2 separate regions of the Mus musculus genome follow, and region 2 is linked to region 1. A link is a contact called in public Hi-C data. All regions are on one chromosome and are shown on one strand. The core of a region is the stretch at or near the end of the contact, and the rest is flanking DNA. Distances in the headings are between cores, read along the strand shown.

Region 1 (6,350 bases), core at 1,403-3,902:
AAAATTCAATATTTTATTTTCAGAAATAAACAGGTCATCGTAACAGAAAAATAAAGAAATGACAACTTTGGGGACCGCCTTAAACCATCAAAACTAAAACAAAGGACAAATGCATAGCGATAACTATCGGAAAAAACGCAAAACTGGCTGAATCATCTTTACTAATTTCACATTACCTTACTACAATAATCAAATTGTATAATACTTGAATAGACACTGAAACAAACAAGGGAACGAATAAAAAAAACAGAGAAAACCGTCATGCAGAACACAGGGAGTTAATCCTTTGACAGGGCACCAAGACTACACAGTGGAGAGGGAGTCTCTGCAATCGAAGGTTCTATGTGAACAAGGGATATTCGTGGGAGAATTAAGCTGACTTGTACATTTAATTACACACAGAAGTCAAATAGAAATGGAACAGGGAAGGGCTGGTGAGATGGCTCAGTGGGTAAGAGCACCCGACTGCTCTTCCGAAAGTCCAAAGTTCAAATCCCAGCAACCACATGGTGGCTCACAACCATCCGTAATGAGATCTGACACCCTTTTCTGGAGTGTATGAAGACAGCTACAGTGTACTTACATATACTCAAAATAAATAAATCTAAAAAAGAAAAAAAAAAAAGAAATGGAACAGGGATTTAAACATTTCTAGTCCCGAAGCTATAAAACTACCAGAGGAACAAACAAGGTAAAAAGCTTTTTGACATTGGTTTGAATAGTAATTTTCTGAAAACCATTCTCGCACAGAAAAGTCTAAATGAAATTATATCAAACCACAAAGTTCCAAAATGTGTGTTTGGCAAAGTGAACAATACGCAGACTGAAGAGTCTTGTGGATAGGGAGAAGACATCCACAAACCATACAGCTGATAAGGGGTTAATATCCAAGATATGCAAGAAACCAAAGAACCTCAGAGCAAGAAACACACAACTTCATGTAAGAGGGGCAAGGAACCTGCCCAAATATTACTCAACAAAGGGCATCAAGGTCAAGAACGAGGAGATGAGAAAGTCAACAACAAACTGTTAGAGGGTGCAAATCAAAGACACAATGTAATGCTGACCTGCCATGTGGGGTGGCGGAGGTTACCAAATAACTGAAGAGAAGGGTCAAGAAAGATGGAGAGGAAAGAAAACACCAGTTCTCTTGCAGCTGGGAGTAAGTTTAGTGCAGCCATTATGGAGAATGGTGTCGAAGCTCCTTATGAAGTTGATACTTGAACTTGATACAATTGGACAACCTCAGCTCTAAGAAGCCACCTCAGGTCATGAAGTCAGTATGTTAAAGAAATGGTATCTACTCTCCATGTTCATGCAGCATTGTTTATGTTATGCAAGTTTGGAATCAATCTAAATGTCCATCATGGAATAAATGGATAGATAAAAGATCTAGATAGATGATAGATATATTATCAACAGATAGATATAAATAGACAGCTAGTAGAGAAATAGAGAGACAGACAGAGAGATTTATTCCAGTTTCATAAAAGGGTAACTATCATTTGTGACATTATGAGAGAGCCACGTTATGGTGAGTGAAATAAGTCAAATACAAAACGACAAAGACTACGTAATTTCACTTCTGTTTAGAACCCAAAGAAGCTGGATTCACAAAGGAGCAGAGAGATGACTACAGGTTGTCAAAACTGGGGTTTGATGAGAATGGGGATATGTTGCTGTGTCTAAAGGATGAACAAAACCTGCTGATTTACTGCACAAATGCTGAGCACAGTTAGTAATTAATATTAGATGCTTTAAATTGGCAAGAGTAGATTTTAAATATTTGCAGCACACACACAGTAACATTGTGATGACATGTTAATTATGTTGATATTGATAATCACTCTGTATGTTGATGAAAACATTAACTTGTATACATTAAATATATACTATTTATTTGCCTACTGCTACTCAATAAATCTATAAAAATCAGAAAAAATAAAGATACAATGAAGTAAATTCCATTATATTCACATGAAGACATAAAATATGTAAAACACCTAAGAGTTAGAATATTTAAAGCCATTAAGTAAGAAATAAAAAGAAAAATAGATCCATGAGGAGACAATGAGGATTCTTGTCCTGTGACTCAGGTTTCAGTAGCATCTATATTTAGTTTAAGGTATCACTCAGCGCTACCAAATGGCCAACCTTCACGCACTGATGTCTTAGGTTTTAGATACTAATGAAGGATCATAGACATATTTTTGCTATTTAGGTTTTCATTATATTTAGTTTTTTTAAGTTTTCCAAAGCCATCAATACAATTAATACCATTCGCTTCTATTCATTTTAGATTCCAATACAATAAGAAGAAAAAAAATACCTTAAACTTTCTGAGTTGTTTTAAAGTCTATTCCAAGCACTCTTTACAGGTTTTTGGGACCCTGGCTGGTGTTAGAGGTGGAAATACACACTCACACACATCCCAACCACGGCAGCAAACAGTACCTTTGATCACACCTGGAGTCCTGTAGATCCTTTTCCTCATAGTCCACCTACTTTTACGGACTTTAGGAAGTTGCCTCAACTCAATTGCTATCTAAACCAAACATAGTTCTCACTAAGGGAACGTCAGTTCTCTTTGCAGCTCCTCCTTCAAGGGTCACTATAGCAACACGTCTGTGCAGGCATTCTAGTTCCTAGTTCCTCAGCCTTACCCCCTGTGTCCGGACCAAATGCCCAGCTCCTGTGCCAGCTCCCCTGCAGGAGCTGTGTGCACATCAATTTATGAAAAATGCTTTAGTGGCATTTTTCAAGGTAGGACAAAAAATTAATAAAAATATAAAGCCAGTCTCCATTGTATAATTCAGAACTAGGGTTTTTTGTTTGTTTGTCTGTTTGTTTGTGTGTTTTTTTCATGTTCCACTCTTATTGCTAATTCGATTATGCAGTCATTTCACAGTTTATATAACCATCAAATCTCCGCACACTGTTTACCTTGAAGCACATGGTTTTGTCGATTAAATTCTAACAAAGCTAGAGAAATCAAACCACCAATAACTTTTAAAGGTGTTTGTTTGTTTGTTTGTTTGTTTAAAAATCATCTGGGTTAAATAAAAACACACCTAGAATACTTGCTTTAGAAATTTGTTCTCAATTTTAATTTTAAGCCATAGGAGAAGAAACCGTGTGAATTTTTTTGTAGACCGATATCTCAATGCTGTTTGTTTGATTTGTGTTTGCACGGGTATAACAGTGTTTATGTTTAATTTGTTAAGTCAGCTTCCTGAGTTTTCTACAAACATCTAATTCTGACATACGCATTAAATCTACATTTAAAATATTTGCTATGAAAATTGGCATGGTAAAATATTATATAGTTTTAAAATTTATTAGAACAATAATAGAGAGGGTTTTTAATTATTTAAGCATAGAAAGTGTTGGTTAGGAGCTCATATACGAGGCAAGTGTTTGGAGTGAAAAGGCTGAAAGGGTGTTTTAAAGTTCCATATAAGAATACCCAAGGCAGTTCAAGTTCAGGTCACCAAACAAGAAATGTTCACAGATGTGTTGGTCTTTCTAGGACTCAAATAAAATAATTCCGTGGCCTGAAACTTCCATACAAAACAGAAATCAAGCAGAGCCATACCCGTGGCTGTTAACCTGATGCCAAGCAAAACAAGATGAATCCAATTCATTTTCTTTTTCCTCTTAGGATAGTGATGCTTATTGTTAATATTAAACTTGTAGATACCCTGGCGTTCTTAGAATAAAAGATGTTGACTACTCCAATGGCTGACGGGAAGACAATATCTAGTCTTCAGGAAGGCAGATGGTACCGCTCATTTTCTCACCAGTAGCTCTGGGACTTTGGGAAGGCCACATGCCTGACTCAGACTTATAGTAATCTTATTTACTATGAGACTTTAAGGAGCTGAAGAGCCTCTTTGTGCCTCAGAACCATTACAAAGATTTCATTTGATGATTTAACCATTTAATATTTTGAGATTTTATTTATATTTTGTTTTATGCATATGGATCATTTGCCCGCATATATATGTTTAACCCACGCATGCAGTTCTTGTGGAGGGCAGATGAGCATGTAAAATGCCTTTACAACTGGAATGCCAATAGTTGCCAGTCAACATTTGTGACCTGGGGTCCTGGGTCCTCTGAAAACAGCAAGTGCTCTTAACTGCAGGCCATCTCTCCAGCCCCTCACTGGATGCTTTATAAAAATGCTTTGTCCCGTTTTGCACCTTTTCACGTTTTGTTCATTATTCATTGTTATTCCTTGTTATTCTAGACTTCAATTTACCCACCTAACATTTGTGTCAGTAGCCGAGCACCGACTCCTGCCTTTCAGAACTTGTTAGCTAAATATACTTGAGCAAAGGCAAGCAAGTCAGGAAAAACTGGAGACTTTAATTTACGTAGCACTTCCTCCTCTACTTTCTCCGTAACACCAAGAATCAAGGCATAACACCAAGAATCAGAGAATCTTGGGAGGTTTAGACATTTGAGCATATATTTTCCGAGCAATTCTGGATCATTATGCTTTCTTTATCTCGGTATGTTCATAGCAACAAAACAGTCATCATAAAATCATCCTGCACCCTTAAAGGCAAGGCACTGTCCCACCGCCAGGGGGCAGCATTTGTGCTCTGGACCAGCCAGTTTAAAGTCAGTGAAAAGATGGACCTTTGACACTTCCATGTTCACTGTCACGTTTAGTTCATCCTTTCTAGCTACTATGAGTCTCCCTGCCCAGTCCCAATATCAACACTAGGTCTTCAAACTTACTATACATCTCAGTCTCACTTGTACAGCCAAGACCTGCCTCATCCCTGAAAGACTCAAAGGATGCAGAACTTTAAATCATCCTTTTGTTGTTTATGCTCACACCGTTGCCCCAGTAAGGATGAGCCTGATAAACTGATACAATATCTGGGAGATTTTTCACTCCTTTCAATTTTCTCATAAGCTTCATCGTCATCTGGGAAGCAGCTACCTAGGGCTAGGTAAGGACTGTGGAGCTGAAAAGTTACATTTAAAAGTATCACTGTCTAGGTGTCCGGGAAACTTTTCATTAGGAAGAGACAAGCCGGCAAGGAGAAAAAGGATGATTCAGAGTCTGTATTCAGTATCCTTAAGTGTCTAGTCCTTCAAAAGCTCTAGAAAGGTTTTGTTAGTTTGTGTCTTGTTGTTTGTTTGTCTCGGTTTCGTTTTCTGTTTGTTTTGTCTTGTTTTTATTCCAACAAAAAACAGTACGATAAGTGTGAAGGGGAAAATGATGCCCGTTCCCTGCCCAGTCTTACCTTCTGACACTGAACACTGGAACAGATTTGCTAACTATAAACTGAGCCCGTCTACTCATGATGAAAAAGAGTCGAAATGAGTTTGGAAAGGCACAGTGTTGGAGGAGGCTGCTGGCTTGTTTTGTCATAACCAGCTCTCACTTTTTAAATTCTAGTGAACACCATCTTGTCTTTTCTTATTATTTTCGGTTTGCTGGGCTTCAAGGGCGGTGTTTCTTTTCCGTGAGAAATAATAGCAACTTCAACCCACGGGAACCACTTAGAAAGTAGCAGCGGGTGGGCAGGACTGGAAGGAGGTACAAGGGGAAGCAGGAAGGTTCCGGAGCAGCAGAATATAGATTCCTAAGCAATTTCTGCCCAACCTACCACCTTTCAAATGGCATAAAAGCACGGTCAAAGAGAATCTTGGCACCAAAGCACAGGTTTCTGATGCTGTCTGATAAGGCTTAGTGAAGCCCTTCAGCGTTGTGTGGATGCCAAAGGGATATCAGGCCGGAAGAGAAACCACAAATGAGCTTACAGCAAGGTGTCTTTGGGGCATCACTCCAAGATGAACCTCACTAACAATGGCGGCCATGAGAGGGGCTTCCATCAATTAAGGGTATAATTTTAGAGCTTAAAAACCACTGCCCCAACTCTGTGTGTGTGTGTGTGTGTGTGTGTGTATGTGTGTGCACGCACGCACGTGCGTGTGTGTCTCACAAGAAAATATCTTCTAATTTTTCAACACGCTATTTTAAACATTGATTTTTAATTTTACTTTAAGATTCATACACTCATATATAGTGTGAAATGGCCCATAAAGTCAAGCACCACTTACCTTTTATGTATCTTAAGAGGACCTAAAACTTTTGGTGTATTAATATAGTTTATCATCATCATTAGCATCAGCATCATCATGGTTTTTTGAGACAATGTTCTCTGTATATCCCTGACTGTCCTAGAACTCACTTTGTAGACCAGGCTGGCCTCAAACTCACAGATATCAGACAGCCTACCTCCCCCCCCCCTCACTCCCCACCCCCGGAGTACAGGGATTAAAGCCACTGCCTGGCTATATTACTATGTTATTTGCAATTGTCAACA
Region 2 (6,350 bases), core at 2,718-5,217, 320 kb after region 1:
AATGTATACACCTCCACCTTAGTGTGACAGGATATTAGGCTAACTTGTAACCAATTTTGAAAAATCTATTACATCAACTGAAATAGCACACCTCACAATGCTGAATACAGAAACCACCCACTAATAGAAACCACCTTATCTACCCATTTCATTGCAGCTAGCCAGATAATTCAGTATAGAATACATTCTTCTAATGGCAGACTATGAAATTCAAAGTGACAAGACTGGATGCAGATTTCCATAGATTTTCTTCCATTTCAAATGTCAACCAAACATTAAAAGGAAGTCAGCACTAAGACCACTTTACATTGGTCTGCTCAACCAGGTCCTATGTTATCTATACATGCAGTGCGCAACACCCTCAAACTCACTTTACTAAGTCCATGCCGCTGAGCTTAGTCAAAATGTTAGCCAACAGGTGCACGAATCCCCTGCGGGAGAGCTCAGCCAGGATGTCTAGGTGCTCCAGGCCCATTTTCTTGCCAATTATATTTTGCAGTCTAAAGTTCCCGCTGGCAATAACTTCCTTCAGCATTTCTCGATCCACTTTAGGGTTTCGCTTGCCATTCTTTTTTAGTGTTGAGCAAACCACTCTTTCAAAATGCAGGACAGGCAGCAAGGTTTTGTTGGGATGCTGGTCCGGGCTCTGTGATGGCAGCAGACGGGCCTGGGGACTGTTTCTGAAATTCTCCAGGATAAGGATGCCATCGTCACGGTCACTTTGTGTGAAAGATGAGTAGCCACTGTCCTCATACAGTCTACTGGCCTCTAGCTCTTCTGTTTCGTTTGAACTATCTAGTGTGTTTTGTACGCGTTGATTTTCCTTGTTATCATGTCCCACAATTGGTGAGTCGATGAAAGACAACCTCTCATGGTTTCTAACACAGTCATTACAGGAAGGTTCCAAACACACGGGACTGTAGGAAGCTTCTATCCCACTGTCCTCAGGCTTCACCACTTCAAGCTCGGAAAGATCAGGGTTGCAATTAAAACACTTCATTGTAACAGAAAGAACAGGGCTTTCTTCTTTACAACCTACAAAAAGTACACAAGAAATAGAATAAAAATCACTTTTGTGGTAACTTGTTCCCCAACGTCTTGCTGAGAACTGAACTCTGGGTCTTTATAGACATTATCATAACCCTTATATACCCAGCACCAGAAATGGATATCTTCCATTACCATGGTGTGCATGTGCCAATAAACAGAATATTAACTCAATACTATTAACTAAAACCCATACATGACACAGTTCCAGGACGCCACACCCCATCTAGCTATCATTTCCATAGGCTTCCTTAGAACTAATGAGCCAAGCCTCCTCTCCTCCACTAACTCTTCTCTGTGGGCACAGCAGGCGTCATGCTGCACAGGTGAAGCTGATGGGGCAGCACCCCCCCACCCCCGCCGTCCCTCCCTTCCCTGAGTTCCCTTAGTCAGTTCCTCTGAACTGAGACTGAGACCACACGGCCTCATTTCTTTGAGACAGAGGACTTGCAGGAGCAAGAAAGCCATAGGACAGGCAGCTCCGGCATCAGCACAGGGAGATGCTCTCCGTCTGCCTGTGCAATGTTTACCTTTGGCCCGCACTGCTCTAATTCTCATCTCACAGCTGTCCCAGCTGGCCTGGGGCTGCACTGCACATGCTGACATCATTTTGATTTTTAAGTATTTTTTCTTTTAAACTTCTCCAGACTACAGGACTCTGTTTTCTAAATTAGAGAGAAGTATCAGAAGATAAGAGTCTGGACCTTAACACACACACAGCTAAATCCATCTGAGAGCAAGAGATTTCAATTTCTAAGTGCTCCAAAACAGTAAGAAATATTTTATATTATGTTCATGTTAGGTAGACACAAAGGCAGATTAAGGAATTCCATACTCCCCCAATCAAACAAATGTGGGGTACATATCTAGTCTTGCTATTTTCATCTGATATCCACTTAATGGCAAAAACTTGGCCTCAGTTTTCCCACCCACAAAATGGGGAAGAAAACAAAACTGGATTAAATGGATGATCTAATTAAAAGCATCTGTTTATCTAGTTAAATCACAAAAAGGCAAACTTGCTGGCATTTCTTACACTGAAAATCAAGATAAATTCCACAAAAGCACAAATGAGGAGGCAAAACTTCAAATGAAAGAATCTCTGCGGAGCTTTCTGACCAGCTTATTCTATTAGGTTTTGGGGAGGGGGCTGTCCTTAAATGAACTTACAGATAAAACGAAAAATATTTCAATGTTTTAGAACTCACATTAGCACCCCTCAGCCAATCACGGGATGGGGGAAAGGTGGAGAGCTAAAGTGCACCAAGTCTGGCCTTTCATTTAACTTATAAACACAGGCTTTACACTCCAGATTAAAGACTGTAATGAAAGCTGGCCTTAAAGTCTTAGCTCTTCCATATGTTAACTAGGTTTCAGTCTCAGTCCCCAGCCATGTGGCCAAGGTCAAACACCATCCCTTCTTTGTGCAAGGGTGAGGAAAGGTGATTGAAAGTATAAGCCAAGAGAAAACCTTTAAGTCTACTTTGAAAAATATTTAAATGTTCTAATTATTTTTTAAGGTTTCTTCAAGGCTGTAAACCCAGTGGGGGAGGGGAGTTGGGGGCAGCAAGCATTTCCTGAGGAGGAAAGCTGAGCAAAAGAATCCCTTCGTAAACCATTAAATTTCTTATTTTCTAACGGAGACTCGGGTACTCTTTTACAGACACATTCTGCTAAGCTAGTACTTTCTTCTCTTCAAGACTTAATTCCTTTTCTGATGAAGAAAGATTATTGAGGATATATATATATATATAGAGAGAGAGAGAGAGAGAATGAATTACCTCTTCCTTCAGTTGGAAATTTTCTACGATAGAACCGATGCATCTTTCATTGAGATGCCAAGAAAGATAAAAAATTAATAAGAAAATAAACAATTGATTCTCTCTGCTCACCTAAACGTTGGAAAAAGTGACCATTAATTCTTCAAAACACCCGAAAATTAAACAATCCCTCCTCGATTCTTTCATCAGCTAAACACTACAGGCAAACTCACCGTTTTGGAGGAAAAAGGGCGCTTTTTAAAAGGCCCTGCTGACTCCAGGCCTTGAGACTTACTGAGAAGCAGCAAAACAGGGGAGGAAAAAAAAAACTTTTTCCATTTGGTACAGTGGGCAGGCGGGGGCTGGGGGGTCCTTTACATTTGGCGGGAGCTGAGAAGGAGCCCCTAGAAATGCTGAGGGGGTCGGTGGTGGGAGGTGCCCCGAGGGCGCGGTGCACGAGGGAAGGCGGGAGATAAGCGCGGAGCTCAATCTCCCGCGCTCTCCAGCCAGGGCTCTGAGGGCAAAAAGTTACGGAGACTGAGTATGGATGTGAGATAGATGAGTTGTGAAATGGGGGGCGTAGAGGCTAGAGATGGGGCCATCTGGCCAGCTTGGAGTCCCACAGTCCTGTCACAGCTCGAGCATGAGTTGAGGAGGGGAGAGGAGGGGGCATTTGGCGCCCAGGCAGGGGGTGGGGTGGAATGCGGCGCGCAGAAGCCACTACCTTGCACGTCCCCAGTGCAGGGTCTCGGGGTGGGATGGAATAGTAGGACCCCGTACAAGGCCGACCACATCTGTCCCACTCTGCACCAGCCACCCTTGCTCCGCGCCTTCCTCCCAGTCCCGGGCCCAAATAGGTCGCCTGAGGCCCGGAACACCGTGATCTGCAAGCACCCAGTTTCTGAGGCTGCCGCCACAGAGAAAGGATTCCCACGATGCCCGCCTCACACTCACCGTCCACGGTAGTCCGCGCGCCAAGACGGCAGGGACAGGAGGACGGCCGGCGCAGGTCACTGCAGGTGCGCCGGCTCATGCCGCAAAACTCGGGCTCCAATGCTGGGGAGGTGGCGGCGACGACAGGAAAAAGGTGGCCGGCCAGACGAGGCGCCGAGCCGCAGCTCTTAAAAGGCGCCAGCTGGTACTTTTAAAATCTTTGAATTTGGTGCCCAAATCAGAACAGACCAATGGGGCGCGGCGTTTGCACAAGCGTGCCAATAGGCAGGCGGCATGAGAGGACGCCCTCGCTCGCCCAATAGGAGGGCGCGGGGGCGGAGCCAGCCCTGGAGCCTGGGCTCCTCCCACACGCCCAGATCCTCGCCTCCCCAAAGTTGCTGATGGAGCTGGCAAGCACGCCCATGTAGGCGTGGCCTGTGAAGGCGGCTGGTCCTCTGCGCAAACCCGCCATGCTGCCCTCTCCCCGCACCCCCCCTCCGTTATCCCGCGAACCGGCTTCTCCAGAGTCCTCATGTCCTGGGGACAGCTCCGACTTCTGCCTGAAAGTCTGTGATGGACACAGGCGGGCCCCCAGTCTTCCTCCATCGTCTGTTACGAGCGAGTTTGCAGAGCTGCAAACCCGCCACTCTGAGTGCACACCTTCCGGAAAACAAGCCCTTCCCCTGGCTCCGGACCCGCCTCTCTAGGATTTAGGCGCGCTCTACTCTCCCTCCTAAATTGGCTCCACCCCCTGCCTGGAGCTCCTGCGCTTGCGTATTGCGCGGCCGCCACTACGGAGTTGGCGGGTTGGCGCTTGCGCGCGAGGAGCCTGGCGGTTCCCTCCGGGCGGGGCGGACTAGCTGGGGGGGACATGTGACCGGAGAACCGCCCTTGCCCTGGGGATGGCGCGCAGCAGGACCCCGGCGTCCCTTTGCTTGGCGCCTTCCGAAGGCTGAGGGCGCGGCCTAACTTAGATCTGGCCATTGCATTCTTTTTTTCTTTTTTTTGGGTTGGGGGCGGGGGGGCCGGTTCGAGACAGGGTTTCTCTGTATAGCCCTGCTTTGGCCATTGCATTCTTTTGGGTTTTCAACCACCACGAATTCTTAAAAGTGTTAATTTGTATTTTATTTTATGTGTTCTTAACCTTCGTTGGCTAGGCTCGACAGCCGACCTGTTCCCCTAAATAAGTCAGACTCCCGTCTCTTTGGGGTGGAGCGCCCTGGCTGCGTGGATATTTTTATATCAAAGGCGAGAGTGAAAGTATTATTAAGTCTGATGGTGAGCTATAGTGCACCACTAATGATGCTGGGCATGCACGTCTTGAATTTATTTCTAAGTGGTGACAATACACTTAACTTCTTTTCAGACTACAGAGCAGTAAAGCTACAGGATATGCCATTTCCCTCTTGCTTTTCTGCAAGAGCATATGACTTTCTGTTAGTGTTCCATGCAGCTCCTGTGTAAAGCGGGACCAAGATTGGACTGAGTCATACAAACGTTGGGTGGATCCAGTTTTTATCAAATTCTTTTTGTTTATCCCTAGTTTTCTGGCATTTTCACGTTTGGAGTGTTGCAAAAAAAATAGTGATGTAGGTGGTGTTGCTTACCAAAATCTTGACCGCTATTTCTGTTTTGTACCTGAGAACTTTGCCTCTAAGTAAAAAGGCTGAAAAGACACGAGCCCTGTCTTTAAGGAAGTTTATATCCTAATGAGAAGGAATTTGGCAATCAAAATTTTCAGTAAATGAAAGATACTAAACTACGTGTTAAAAGAACTGTTAATAGAGACATAGGTTGAGAATCTTGAATGGTCAGTTAAGTTTGACACTTTGAACTGTATTGACCTCACAAAGAACTACATTAAAAAAAGTGCCTAGAGCTCAAGCAAGGGGGACAGGGGTGTGTGTGTGTGTGTGTGTGTGTGTGTGTGTGTGTGTGTGTGTGTGTTTGCATCCGGAAAAGTCAGAAGCTAGATCATGTGGTATTTGTAGATTGTAAGAACTTTAGTTGGAGTCTTGCTGAATGGATATTAAAATGCTACGTGGTCGGGCATGGTGGCACACACACACACACACACACACACACACACAGGAGCCAGAAAACCTAGTTCCCCAGCAGAGAGAGTTACACAGAGAAACCCTGTCTCAAAAAACAAAACAAAACAAAACAAAAAAAATTGTCTCAAATAATTTTAAATGCTGTACCAGGGAGATCTTTGTGCATGCGAAATATACTTCCTAATGTGAAATAACACTAGATGCAGACCATTGGTGTGTACAATAATGGATTTGGCTTTTAGAGGCAGTGGGAACCTGTCACAGTGCTGAGGAATGACAAGAAAAAGCTTACTATTAGCTTGCCATTCTTAAATATCTTAGCAATATTTTCACTTTATACGATTGTGCTTAGAAGTCTAAGATCTTACTGTGGTTTCAGAGCTAGTCAAGGAGTGTACAAACTTTTGAATCCTCGTGAGATCGGGAAGTATTCTTGAGGGCAAAATGAACCAAGTTCCTTTCAGCAAGAGTCCAGTAGTTCCTTCTGTTATTCCAGGAAGTAATATTCTTTGCTGGAACTTGATAGTACACATTCCTGTTTCTACTCTGCTTA

What was found. A called contact is a pair of places that touch in the nucleus more often than the background predicts.
Region 2: a contact with region 1 is called in a Hi-C map of uterus. The contact joins the promoter of Fbxo5 here to the promoter of Syne1 in region 1. A contact is called at or near these places in 1 of 39 promoter capture datasets (embryonic stem cells), 2 of 15 datasets of contacts at CTCF or cohesin (the NIH/3T3 cell line and embryonic stem cells), 27 of 484 Hi-C or Micro-C datasets (the G1E-ER4 cell line, the HPC-7 cell line, LSK cells and 12 more) and 3 of 115 datasets of contacts at active chromatin or transcription factors (embryonic stem cells and pancreatic cancer cells).

Annotation. Positions count from the first base shown.
Region 1 is chr10:5,485,662-5,492,011 of GRCm38.p6, forward strand. Syne1 (spectrin repeat containing, nuclear envelope 1) reads right to left here and starts at 2,653. Exons shown (of 146, transcript NM_001347711.1): 1 at 2,455-2,653. The coding sequence starts at 2,494.
Region 2 is chr10:5,801,498-5,807,847 of GRCm38.p6, forward strand. It overlaps Fbxo5 (F-box protein 5), which reads right to left and starts at 3,968. Exons shown (of 5, transcript NM_025995.2): 1 at 3,762-3,968; 2 at 372-1,035. The coding sequence starts at 3,840.